Linked DNA regions of Sus scrofa: region 1 is linked to region 2. The links are chromatin contacts, called in public promoter capture Hi-C maps. All regions are on one chromosome and are shown on one strand. Each heading gives the region's core, a stretch centred on a gene start, on an enhancer-like site or on the middle of the called end of the contact. The rest is flanking DNA. Distances are from core to core; before and after follow the strand shown.

What was found. Promoter capture Hi-C pulls out the DNA fragments that hold promoters and counts their contacts.
Region 1: a contact with region 2 is called in a promoter capture Hi-C map of liver, with 4 times the contacts expected there. The contact joins the promoter of NPC1 here to the enhancer-like site in region 2. A contact is called at or near these places in 2 of 5 promoter capture datasets (fetal liver and liver), 29 of 47 Hi-C or Micro-C datasets (adipose tissue, alveolar macrophages, blood and 12 more) and 2 of 2 datasets of contacts at active chromatin or transcription factors (alveolar macrophages and skeletal muscle).

What each region holds. Positions count from the first base shown.
Region 1 is chr6:108,448,065-108,453,702 of Sscrofa11.1, reverse strand. It overlaps NPC1 (NPC intracellular cholesterol transporter 1), which reads left to right and starts at 3,217. Exons shown (of 26, transcript NM_214322.1): 1 at 3,217-3,361. The coding sequence starts at 3,305.
Region 2 is chr6:108,392,688-108,399,008 of Sscrofa11.1, reverse strand. It overlaps C6H18orf8, which reads right to left. Exons shown (of 18, transcript XM_021096181.1): 11 at 2,606-2,650; 12 at 2,333-2,386; 13 at 1,617-1,745; 14 at 1,056-1,162. Among named protein-coding and RNA genes, the nearest start is that of C6H18orf8, 19 kb to the right of the region's middle. Within about 2 kb of position 2,693, at least 1 of the 83 cell types and tissues checked has an H3K27ac peak or open chromatin away from gene starts, as enhancers often do. A contact at or near this core is called in liver, where this site is marked.

The DNA of each region.
Region 1 (5,638 bases), core at 1,968-4,467, 54 kb before region 2:
ACCAGCTCAGGCATTGAGGAAGTATAAGAAAATGAAAGGTGAATGTATGTAATGTTACTGGAGATAGACAACCCCTTCACATGTAGAAATGCATTTGAGGCTGGAGTTATTTTGAAATACTTTTTGGTTGAGGAACTCTACTTCACTAACTTGGGCACTGCTCTGAGACTAAGCCTACATTGCTGGCTTCAGAGATGTCATATAGGAGTTCCCATCGTGGTGCAGTGGAAACGAATTCCACTAGGAACCATGAGGTTGCAGGTTCGATCCCTGGCCTCACTCAGTGGGTTAAGTTTCTGGCGTTGCCTTGAGAGGTGGTGTAGGTCACAGACTCAGGTCAGATCCCACTTGGCTGTGGCTGTGGTGTAGGCTGGCAGCTGTAGCTCAGATTTGACCCCTAGCCTGGAAACCTCCACATGCCACTATTTCGGCCCTAAAAAGCAAAAAACAAAGAAAGAAATGTCAATTACTCACAATGGAATCCCATAAAGCTTGTAAAGATAGGGAGGTGGAAAAGCATATTGCTAAATGTAAAAAAGCAAGCTGCAAACCGTATACCACCATATGTTCCCTCTTGTTTAAAAAGCCCATAAATTATATTCACATACGTGTTTTCAAATGCATAGAAGTTTTCTGGAGGCTGTTTCTGCAAATTTATAAAGATGCATCATCTCATAATTTCATAGACCCTTTCGTTTTTTGTCCTTTATTTTTATGCAATCATTGCTGAATGGTGTTTACAGTGAAAGTGGAATAGAGCATTACTTTAAAAGTCTCTTAGAATCTGAACAACATGTCAGATGAAATACAAATGCACAATGTAAAAACAAGTTTTATTTGGGGAACTCACTGAGGACCATAGTCCAAGAGGCAGCCTCTGAGAGATATGAGGAAATCTTCTGAAGAAATGATGGAAGAGCCAGGGTGTATATGAAATTTTTTCAATAGGTAAAAATATGTTGTCAGGCATAAAAAGATTACCACTAATCACAAAGAACAGGCATCTCAAGTTAATGATTGCATTACTTTTCTAAGTTTGGGAAGATGAAAGAATCTGGAGTCTTTGGAAATTTTCCTTAGATATGCATCTTAACTACCTAGTGGCCAGTATATCTTATGCACAGAAAGCTTTGTCTTTTTTTCCATCCTGAATTCCCCTCAGGGTTCGTACAGTAGCAACTGCAGTGGCTAATGGCTTAATCCTTGTAGAAGTAGATTATGAGCAACTTTTTTTCCTTTACACACCTTAAAACAATTTTCAGAGAGGGAGAAAATGCACCACTATGATTATCCATAATGGAGGATCATAAATGATATTTTCTTGTAAATTGTAAACTTTTGTGTATTTTTCAAAGTTTCTATTACTATTCAAAGTAATTTGTAAGCATGGATTACTTTATCAACAACAAAAAAATCTTTTAAATATATGATCATTTATTTTTCAAATATATGCTAGGCTTTTGGGTACTGTTGAAGCTGTACAAAAAACAAAAGCAGAAAAAAAAATATGTCTAAAAAATCTTTTTGTTATTATTTTGGAGAATAGTGGACATAATTTGTCCAGTATCAAAATTTCTGCCCATCCCAGAAATATCTCATACGGTGCTTTGAAGTTTCCTTCACTCAGGAGGGCTGGTTAAACCACAAAGAACTGGCTTCACTTCCTAGAGTTTCTGATTCAGAGCATCCAGGGTGGAGCCCATAACTTGAATTTCTAACAGATCCCCAGGTGGTGCTGCTGCCAATGGTTCAGTAATAGCATTTTTTTTTGGCGGCCCCTGGGGCCAGGAATGGAAACCATGCCACAGAAGGGACCCTAGCCCATGCAGTGACAATGCCGGATCCTTAACCTGCTGAGTCACAAGGGAACTCCTCAGTAACAATATTTTCAGTACCTCTGCAGGAAGCCTGATACTTGATCATCAGGGCGAGCACTAAGAGCCTGAGAGCAAGCAGTGCATGAGGCTAGGAGGTCATCATGGAAGATCTAGGGCTGATGGTCCAGAGGAGATTCCTATAGTTTCAATACCCAGCCAGTTACGTGGACTTTTCAGAGCAGGCAGAGGCGGTCGGGAGGCAAGTCAGTGACTGAATCAGCCACTTTGTAGAGTAGGAATGAGAACATCAGCTGTATCGTGGTCCTAACTCAATTGGAGTTGATCATTGCTACAGATGGATAGTCAACCTTTTCATTGTAAATTGGCTTCTACTGTGGGAAGAAGAAATTCTTTCCTCCATTTCCTTAACTACAAAATCGAAATGACTTATGCTTTTGAGTGCTCTTAATAATTGAAACCTGAGGAGAAATGTTACCAGAAATGAATATAATAATAATAGGTATTAAAACCAAAAAAGATTATCTCAACCAAGTGTAAGACTCAAAACCCAAGATGCTTCTTTTTTTTTACTTTCGTGATAGTTCACCTAGAACCTAAAGGACTCTAGTCCCACCCACCAGGGGTGATTTGGGGGTGGAGGGGGCTCTTGTTCCGGCCGCCGGTTCTCTGTCACGCTCGGTTCCCCCAGCAGATGGTGCAGTTCTAGCGCTTTTACAAAATGGGCTGAGCAGATAGAAAACAGAGATTGGGTAGCTCAGAGGCATCGCCCACTGCCACGCTCCGCCCATCGAACTGTCAGATCACAACACTGTCAGGCCACTACGTGGCACCGCCCCCAGCTTTGCTAGAAGTGTCCAGACACGGGTTTCCTTTTGGGTGACTGGGTTTGGAAGAAAAGCTTGCTCCGGGTGCTAACTGGGGACGAAGTAAACACATATTCCTCTGAGAAGTGGGGTCTCCATTGAGAAAACGGTCCCCAAGCATTCCCATTTACTAAAACCTTCTCGTCCACAGTCTCCAATCCAGGAAAGACAAAAAGGGGAGAAATGAGTTGAAGCATCAAACCCACACATCGATGGGACAACTCAGAAATATCCTTTTCAGGCCGGATTCCAAAGGTTCAGCGGCTCAAGTCGGGGCGTCCCCAACCCCTTGACGTGCCCCCAGGCGCAGCAGGGCGGAGAAGCGCAGAGCCGGCACTTGGGAGGGTGCCGTGGCCTCACGAGGTCGGGTCCCGCTTAGCCCCGCCCCTGTCCCGCCCAAGACGAGTCCAGGGCGTCCCGGCAGTGGCTCCACCCAGAAGTGGGAGGGGCCGACGACGCCTTCCTTCCTGACCTGCGCGCGCAGCCAGCCGGCTCTGGTGTCTGTTCCCTCCCTCAGCCGGCGCGGCAGCCTGAGACGTCTCGGGACGCTGAACCGGACTGCCAGCTGAACCTCGGACGTCCGCCGCCCGGCGTCGCGGCAGCATGAGCGCGCGCGGCCCGGCCTTCGGCCTCCTCCTGCTGCTGCTCTGCCCTGTGCAGGTGAGCGGATGTCCGCGACCTGGGCGGGCTCTGGGGGATGTAGTGGGGCCGCGAATCGGGGAGGGTGGCGGGCTGTGCTGCGGCTTAGACGCCTCCGGTCCCAGAGGGGACCAGCCGCTGGGCGGCTGAAGAAGTTGGTCTAGCGGTGGAGCTCCTGGAGATGCCCCCCGCCCACCTCTCCCGTGCCTTCTGTCCACGCACATTTCCCTGTGGTCTGGAAGATGGCTACTGAAAGCTGCCTGTTTGACCTGTCTTGAACCCATTCCACCTGTGGTCACCTAATTTATGGGTTTAGGATGTGGAATCAGAGGGAAGGAGGAAAGTGGGTAGAGAGGGTAGGGTTCTTATTTAGTCTGCCTTTTTCCTCCTCTTAATTCTGCCACATGCACACGAATTCTTTATAAATTTATTTAGAAGATCTGACCACTTTATGTTTCTTTTTCTCCTTCCCTAAAGCTGAGGGTGGGAGAGGAGGTAAAGGAAACTATCCATTTAGGCACCAAATTGGAGCAGACCTAAGTACTTTATGTATGTCAGTGTGATCTTCTAAAGAGCGCAAGTGACTTCTTATCCGCTCCCTTTACGTCTTGAGAAACAGGCTCACAGGTGTAGTGGCCATTGAATTTCGTCTTGTCACATTACTAGCTCTGGAGAGAATGGGGCCTGGAGCTCCGAGTCCTGACTCCCTGGGTCGGCTTTCCTTTGGTTTAATAGCCTTGGGCCTCAGCCCTTGCTGCTGTTTGTGTCTAGAGTGTTCTCTTTTAAAACTGTGGAAGTCAGGGGGAATGTCTAAGGATGTAGTGCTGATTAAACCAGATCCAGATGAAGGAATGAGCCTCTGGAATCCCCTGCCCTGGTGCCCACTCATGGGTGTGTCAGTGATGAGGGGTTAGTGAGTCATAGGGGAAAGCAAACGAAGGGGTTTCCTGTACTAGAAAAACCTCTCCTTGGACTTCTGCATCCTTCTCAGAAGGAGACAGGTGGTGCTGACCCAGGAGAGGCCTCCTGGCTGTGCCTGCGGTGGGGGGCTCACCCTTCTGGTGCCTGGATGTGATGGGAGGCGGAGGAAAGCAAGTTTCAGGCAGGTGGTTTGGAATGGGGTCAGCTGGTAGACCACCTGCTGGCTCTTGGGCTTTGCACACTTTATTCTTTCAAGTCTAATGTTTTCCGAAGATAAATAATACCTCACATGACTAGTAATGTGATATGTGGAGAGACCTCATCACTGTAGTAAAAACTCAGGAAATAGTAGCAGTTAGTTGCTTTGAAAATAGAGTGATTCAGTTTCCCTTGAGTTTTAGGTCAGGGTCTAATAGGCAGGCTTTGCATTGCTAAGTAGCTTTTATCTCGGAAATCCTTTTACCTCAAGGTAGTGGCCAAGGCTGATGGCCAGTGAGGGCCTCTTCTCCTAGGACTTTTGAGACAGGTCAGAAGTTGATCATAAGTTTCTTGCAAAACTCCTTGAGAGGGTTTGTAAATATGAACTGGAAATGCTTTTGTTATTTTAGGATTAACTCCCTCTTGTCTACACAGGCTTTCAGTACACCCAAACAGAGAGCAGGGCTGGTGGTAGGACTCCCTGCTTTTAGAATTCTCACTGATGACAGCAGCTCGTCTGGGTTCAGTGTGAGCTCTAATAAAGTTCTGTTGCAGAATTCCAGACTAACTGTCCTCCATAAGGTCTGAAATATATTTTGGGGGGATTTTTGCCCTCCTTAATTTTTTTTTTTTTTTGGCTTTTTAGGGCCGAATTCTCGGCATATGGAGGTTCCCAGGCTAAGGGTCCAATCGCAGCTGCAGCTGCCGGCCTACACCACAGCCACAGCAATGCAGGATCGGAACCACAACCGCAACCTACACCACAGCTCACAGCAACGCTGGATCCCCAACCCACTGAGTGAGGCCAGGGATTGAGCCTGAAACCTCATGGATCCTAGTCCGGTTCGTGAACCGCTGAGCCACAGCAGGAACTCCTGCTCTCCTTAATTTTTAATTTTTATAGATGATGAAATAACATTGCTACACTGCATGATTTTCAGACCTCATGCTTATCCAAATAATATGTGCAGTTTTGAGAAATAGTACATGTCTCTCTTGACTATAATTTTCTTGAACCTGGACCCTAATGAGGCCTGGGTAGGTATTAAGCCGTCAAAACTACTTTTCCTGGAGTTTCCGTTGTGGCTCAGTGGTTAACAAATCCGACTAAGTACCATGAGGTTGCGGGTTTGATCCCTGGCCTTGCTCAGTGGGTTAAGGATCCAGCGTTGCCGTGGG
Region 2 (6,321 bases), core at 1,444-3,943:
GAGCTACTACCTCCAAAAGAAAAGGAAGAAGGCATGGCAAAATGTGATTATATTTCTGATTTACAAGTATAGGCTCTGGATCAGAAAGATATAGGAAATATTGCAAATGGAGACTGATTTTCTTATCCATAAAATAAAGACAGACCAAGGATCTACCTACGTACAAGATCAAACAGATTAAAGACAAAATAGAATAAGATGTGGGTGTAACCAGAGATTCTCATACTGAGTGAAGTCAAGTCAGAAAAAGACTTCACTTATATGTGGAGTCTACAATATGGCACAGATGAACCTATCTACAAGGCAGAGACAGAGAACAGACTTGCGGTTGCTGAGGGGAGGGAGGGGGTGGACTGCGGGTTTGGGGTTAGTAGATGAAAACCATTACTTCTTTATTTTATGGCTACACCTGCACCATAAGGAAGTTCCTGGGCTAGGGGTCAAACTGGAGCTGCAGCTGCCGGCCTACACCACAGCCACAGCAACACCAGATCCGAGCCACATCTGTGACCTACGCACCAGCTTGTGGCAACACCAGATGCTTCACCCTCTGAGGAAGGCCAGAGAATGAAGCTGCATCCTCACAGGACTGTATCAGGTTCGTAATCCACTTGCCACAATGGGAACTCCTAACTATTACATTTAGAATGGATAAGCAATGAGGTCCTACTGTATAGCACAGGGAACTATATCCAATCTCTTGGGACAGAACATGATGTAAAATAATATTTAAAAAAGAATATATATATACACATATGACTGAGTCACTTTGTTGAAGAGCAGAAATTGGCATTAACACTGTGAATCAACTATACTTTAACAAAAAATAAATAAAAGACTAGAAAAAAGAATATGACGGCATTAAGTGACATTGAGCCTCAAGCTAATGGGTGGTAGGGACTCTGAATTTACTGCTGGCCCACTACGGCCACCTTGCCCTCTGGCACACAGCGAACCTCAGTGGTGTCATTCCCCCAGAATCCTGCATTATCATCACATAGGAAACACCCCTGGCAAGTGGGGTGAAGCCCCTCATCACAGGACATGCCACTTACCATCGTGTAACTCTGCTCAGCGTCCAGGTACTTTTTATACTCCTGGTTGAGTTTGTCAAAAACAGTGGCTATCACAGGCAGCGTGGCTCTGTCAGACTCGGTCAACACTGGAAGGAGGCAAGGTTCACCCAGGTCGGCCAACTGGGCGTCAAGGTCAGAACTCCAGCACGGTGCTGTGAGAGAAGGGACGCATCCCCAAGGGGCGCCGGGTGCTGGGGGACATGGGGCCTAGAAGGTGCTCACCGGCCCTTACTGGTTACTTACTAAAGCAGCTGTGGATGCGTCAGAAGGTCTCATCAATATAAATGTCACGAGTGACCTGGATTCTGTTTTCAAGCTGCAGGGGGCAGCGCGGGCGGGGGGGGCTCTACCCTCACACATGCCCACGTTTAGGTCTGTGTTAGTCTTTTCCACCCAGGTCTCTACAAGTCGTTTTCATACTTAAGAGCCTTTCCCAGGGGTTCAATGACCCCCCCTTCGAATGACGACTGAAGCTGCAGACAAGATAATAACGTGGCCGATGTCCCAGTGGGCAGCACAGGAGAGATCCCACCCACTTACTCTGCGCACACACAGACAGAATAACCATCTTGCAGTCCCTCCTCTGCAGGAGGAAGTCCATGAGTCTTCCTTTATCTGGCAAGAGGTTCACTATGGGCTGAAGTTTCACCTGCAGGTTCCAGAGGTAACCTGGATCGAGGGGTGGCAAACAGTGTGACGTGAACCAGAAGGAAAGCCCCAAAGGTGGCTCATGGGGGAACTGCCACAAACACAGTCCTGGCCACTTCCCACTAACCAGAGCGCAGGTGGCGGCAGCGGAGGTCAGGACACGCCTGGCATCAGCAGGCCTGGCAGCCAAACTCGTGACCCTGCACGTCCTCAACAGAGGCGCTACTAAACCTGGGGCCACGAGCTTTGAGCCGCGCCTCCCCCACACCTGACCCCCTTTAACCCTGAAGGGAGGAAAAGGTCCACGTGGGCATTGACTCCGGTCCTGAGCCCCAGGTGCTCTGGCACTGGCTCACCATCAAAAGGGAACTCCTGAGGCTCCCAAAGGAACCCCAGAACTCATCAGTCCACCAGCCCACGAGTTTCCTGACACCCAAACTGCTGGGGAGGCCAGCAGTGCCTTTCGCAACTGGGAATTCTCCATGAGGGAACTGAAGGTGCCCCTGGAAATGATCCGAGGGGTCCCCTTCTCCACCCTCCCGGGGCGGGCCCCAAGCTGCACCCCTTGAGGGTGCACGGCCTTCTAAGAGGACGAGTCCCTGACCCACCTTGGCTGGCGCTGATGATGATGTCAGGTTGAAATACAATCCAGGACGAAGAATCTACACGTTATAGGAAATTCTAAACCGGCAAGAGAGGCAAACAGAAGGCGAACCCAGTTCCGATCCGCACACTCCCCGCCCCGTTTGCTGAGGCCCATCCCGGTGCCTGGCCCTGACCCGGTATGGGGGTGGGGGCTGGGACCACCCTTAGACCCCAGCAGAAGCAGGGGTTGACAGTGGTCCCCTGCCCCCGCCAGCCAATGCCTCTGGAAAGGATACAAAGTTTACACGGGACGGGGGACTGGCTGGTCACGGGAGCAGGACCTACAAACGGAGAAGACACGTGTTCGAGGGCTGGCGACGCAGCCAGAAAGCGCTGCCAACGCTGGGATGGAAATGTCACACTAGTCTCTCTAAAGCCTTCAGTAAACGTTCATTCGACTGTAGTTAAATAAGAAATGAACTGTCACATCCCACTGATAACACACCTACAAGGAGGAAGGGGGCGTCAAGAACAACCCATGAACACATGTTGCCAAAAAGGGGAAAGCAGTCAAGGCTCCATTCACAGCATTTTCTTTCTTAATAACCAAATGACTCCCCCTCGTTCACACACATGCATTAAAGAAGTGAGAAGTTTACCTGGGTGATTCAGAATCACATACTCAAGATGATTCACTGAAACTATTCCAAATAAAGGTATCTTGTGGTTTAATTATCTAAATAATTAGCTCAATTCTCCACTGCTCAGAGTAGGTCCAGGCAGAGATCTCATCTGGGAAACAGACCCCCAAATCCTCAAGTGACAGGGACTCAGAACAACCACTGACACTGCTCATGTGGGGGATGGGGAGGACGGAGCTTAGTGAACTTGAGAAACAGCCTGCAAACTAAACACCACTATCCCTAGTTCTGTTCCAGGTACCCAGATACACTAGGGAGATAGGTTTTTTTGCTTTTTAGGGCCTCACCCAAGGCAAATGGAGGTTCCCGGGTTAGGGGTCCAATTGGAGCTGCAGCTGTCAGCCTATGTCACAGCCACAGCAATGCAGGATCCGAGCCGCATCTGCAACCTACACCACAGCTCATGGCAATGCCGGGTCCTTAACCCACTGAGCGAGGCCAGGGACTGAACCCGCAACCTCATGGTTCCTAGTCAGATTCATTTCCACTGCACCACAACGAGAACTCCGGGAGATAGGTTTTAACTTGCTGGTTAGAAAAGGAGGGACTTTTTGGAGTTCCCGCTGCGGTGCAATGGGATTATCGGCAGCATTTGGGGAGCACTGGGATACAGGTTCAATCCCCGGCCCGGCACAGTGGGTTAAGGATCCAGGGTTACTGCAGCTGTGGCTCAAGTCAACTCTGGTTCAGATCTGATCCCTGGCCCAGGAACTCCAAAAAGAAAAGGTGGGGAATTTTGAACAGACCCCTGAATAGAGGACAGGTCCAGGTCAGACAAGCAAAGGCAAAGAACACCTGCATTTGGAACCTGTGAGTGAAGATCTTACACGTGGGCCTTGATCCTGGCTGCCCATCACGTGGACTTATGCTCTCAGGTGGCTTTGGTTTTGAAAGCCCCCACCCCCACCCCCACCCCCACCGCCAGGAGATCCTAATGTGTAGGCAGATGGAGAGCCACTGTTGGAAGAGACCAAAACCAGAAGGAGAAATGAGGGTGGCTGGCTCTTTCCAAAGCTGCGGGTCTCATCTTTCAAAAGAGCCCAACAAGCTCTTCCTGATGGCATACCTGTGACAGCACAGGTGGACAAGATGCAAAGATGCTAGAAGCCTACAAGGGGCTCACAGTTCAGTAGGAAAAACAAAAGTCATTAACCCCCCAAAACCTTTGCCGACTCACTCTCTAGAAGCCCAGAGTTATATGACCCTTGAATTCTTATTAACTTTTGGGTTTATTTTGACCAGCCAGCCAATCAGAACCTGACTGCCTTCCAATGGGTCCCAAACAACTGGAAGACAGCCGAGAGTTTGCAATGTTTAGAGCTGTTTTTCCCCCAATTCACCGGCCGTTACCTTCATGCTTAGTGGCCGGCAGACATAAGCCAATCATTTGACACAATCTATTCTTTTAATATTAACATCACTATGTGGGAAAAGGAAGAGGCTAGAAAGAACAGAGGCAGCCAAGAGACCTCATCAAACATGAGAACTACAGCTGAGGCTGAAACAAGGTGGGTTTGAACTACACAGATCCACTCATACAGGAATATCTTTCGGTAGTAAAAACCACAGAACTACACGATCTGTGGTTGGCTGACCTCCTGGACATGGAAGCTTGGATACAGAGGGCAGACCACAAATTATATGCAGATTAGCCCCCACTGTTCGAGGGTCAACTGCAGCTTATTCTCAAACTCTGCTCAGCTTCTGGCTGATCCGATGACAAGACTGGGTGGGCAGGCTAAACTATGAGCCAAGGCCTGATTCGCTTATTCCCTGGGACATGGACAGGGACGGGGACATCCTGAGTGCAGGCAAGGCCGACCCACCAAAGCTGTCTGATGGGTGTGCTTCTTAACAAAACACTCCTCCCAGAGTTCTCCTGTGGCTCAGTGGGTTAAGGATCCAGGGCTGTCACTGCAGTGGCTTGGGCATGGGTTCGATCCCTGGGCCGAGAACTTCCACATACCACAGATGTGGCCCAAGACAATGTAAAATTAAGTTGTGATGTCTTTAAAAAAGAAAGTAGTTCCCATTGTGGTGCAGCAGAAATGAATTCAACCTGGAACCATGTGGTTGCAGGTTCAATCCCTGGCCTCACTCAGTGGGTTAAGGATCCGGCATTGCCATGAGCTGTGGTGTAGGTTGCAGACGCGGCTTGGATCCAGCACTGCTGTGGCTGTGGTATATAGGTTGGCAGCTACAGGTCTGATTAAACCCCTAGCCTGGGAACCTCCAAATGCCTCAGGTGTGGCGGGAGGGAAGGGGAGGAAACACTTCTCTCAGAATTTCAAACGTATACCTTCTGGAGTTCCCATCGTGGCACAGCAGAAATGAATCCAACTAGGCACCACGAGTTTGCAGGTTCGATCCCTGGCCTCGCTCAGTGGGTCAAGGATCCAGCGTTGCCTTGAGCTGTGGTGTAGGTCACAGATGCAGCTTGGTTCTGGCGTTGCTGTGGCTGTGGTGTAGGCCAGCAGCTGTAGCTCCAATTAGACCCCTAGCCTGGGAACTTCCACATGCCGTGGGTTTGGCCCTAAAAAGCAAAAAAAAAAAAAAAAAAAAAAGGTATACCTTCTGATTATGGTTTACACAGACTTTCCTTTTTTTTTTTTTTTTTTTTTTTTTTGGCTTTTAGGGCCACACCTGTGGCATATGAAGGTTCCCAGGCTAGGGGTCGCATCAGAGCTACAGCTGCCGGCCTACACCAAACCATGGCAATGCCAGATCCAAGCCTCATCTGTGACCTACACCACAGCCCCCAGCAACACCGGATCCTGGACCCACTGAGCAAGGCCAGGGATTGAACCCGCATCCTCAGGGATACTAGTCAGATTCCTTTCTGCTGAGCCATCATGGGAATTCCTACACACTGAAACTTCAACTAGCTTACTCTAGACTCCAATCTCCTTTAAAAAAAAAAAAAAAAAGTATTATTTGAGTTCTACTTTGAAATCAATTATCCTGGGATAAAGCAAAAGAAACCAAATGGTTTCTTTCTCTCCTTCTGAAATCTTGACCTTGTCTCCTCTCTGACTTCCTCCTGCCACCTCCTTGGGTGGGAGGACCGGTTCAGAATAACCTCAGAACCACAGCCTTAAGCACTTACTATGTCGGGAGAGAAGGCAGCATTTACGACACAGAATGTCAAGAAGATAAGGAAAGTGATCCCTGGTTAAAATAACAGCCATAAGCAGCCACCTCTAACCTCAGGGTTACAGAGCTCAGATAACCAGAAATGTCAAGGGCTTCTCCACCATTAAAAGAGTCATCCAGCTTCAATGGGTAACCGCAATTCTCCATTCTAAGGCTCA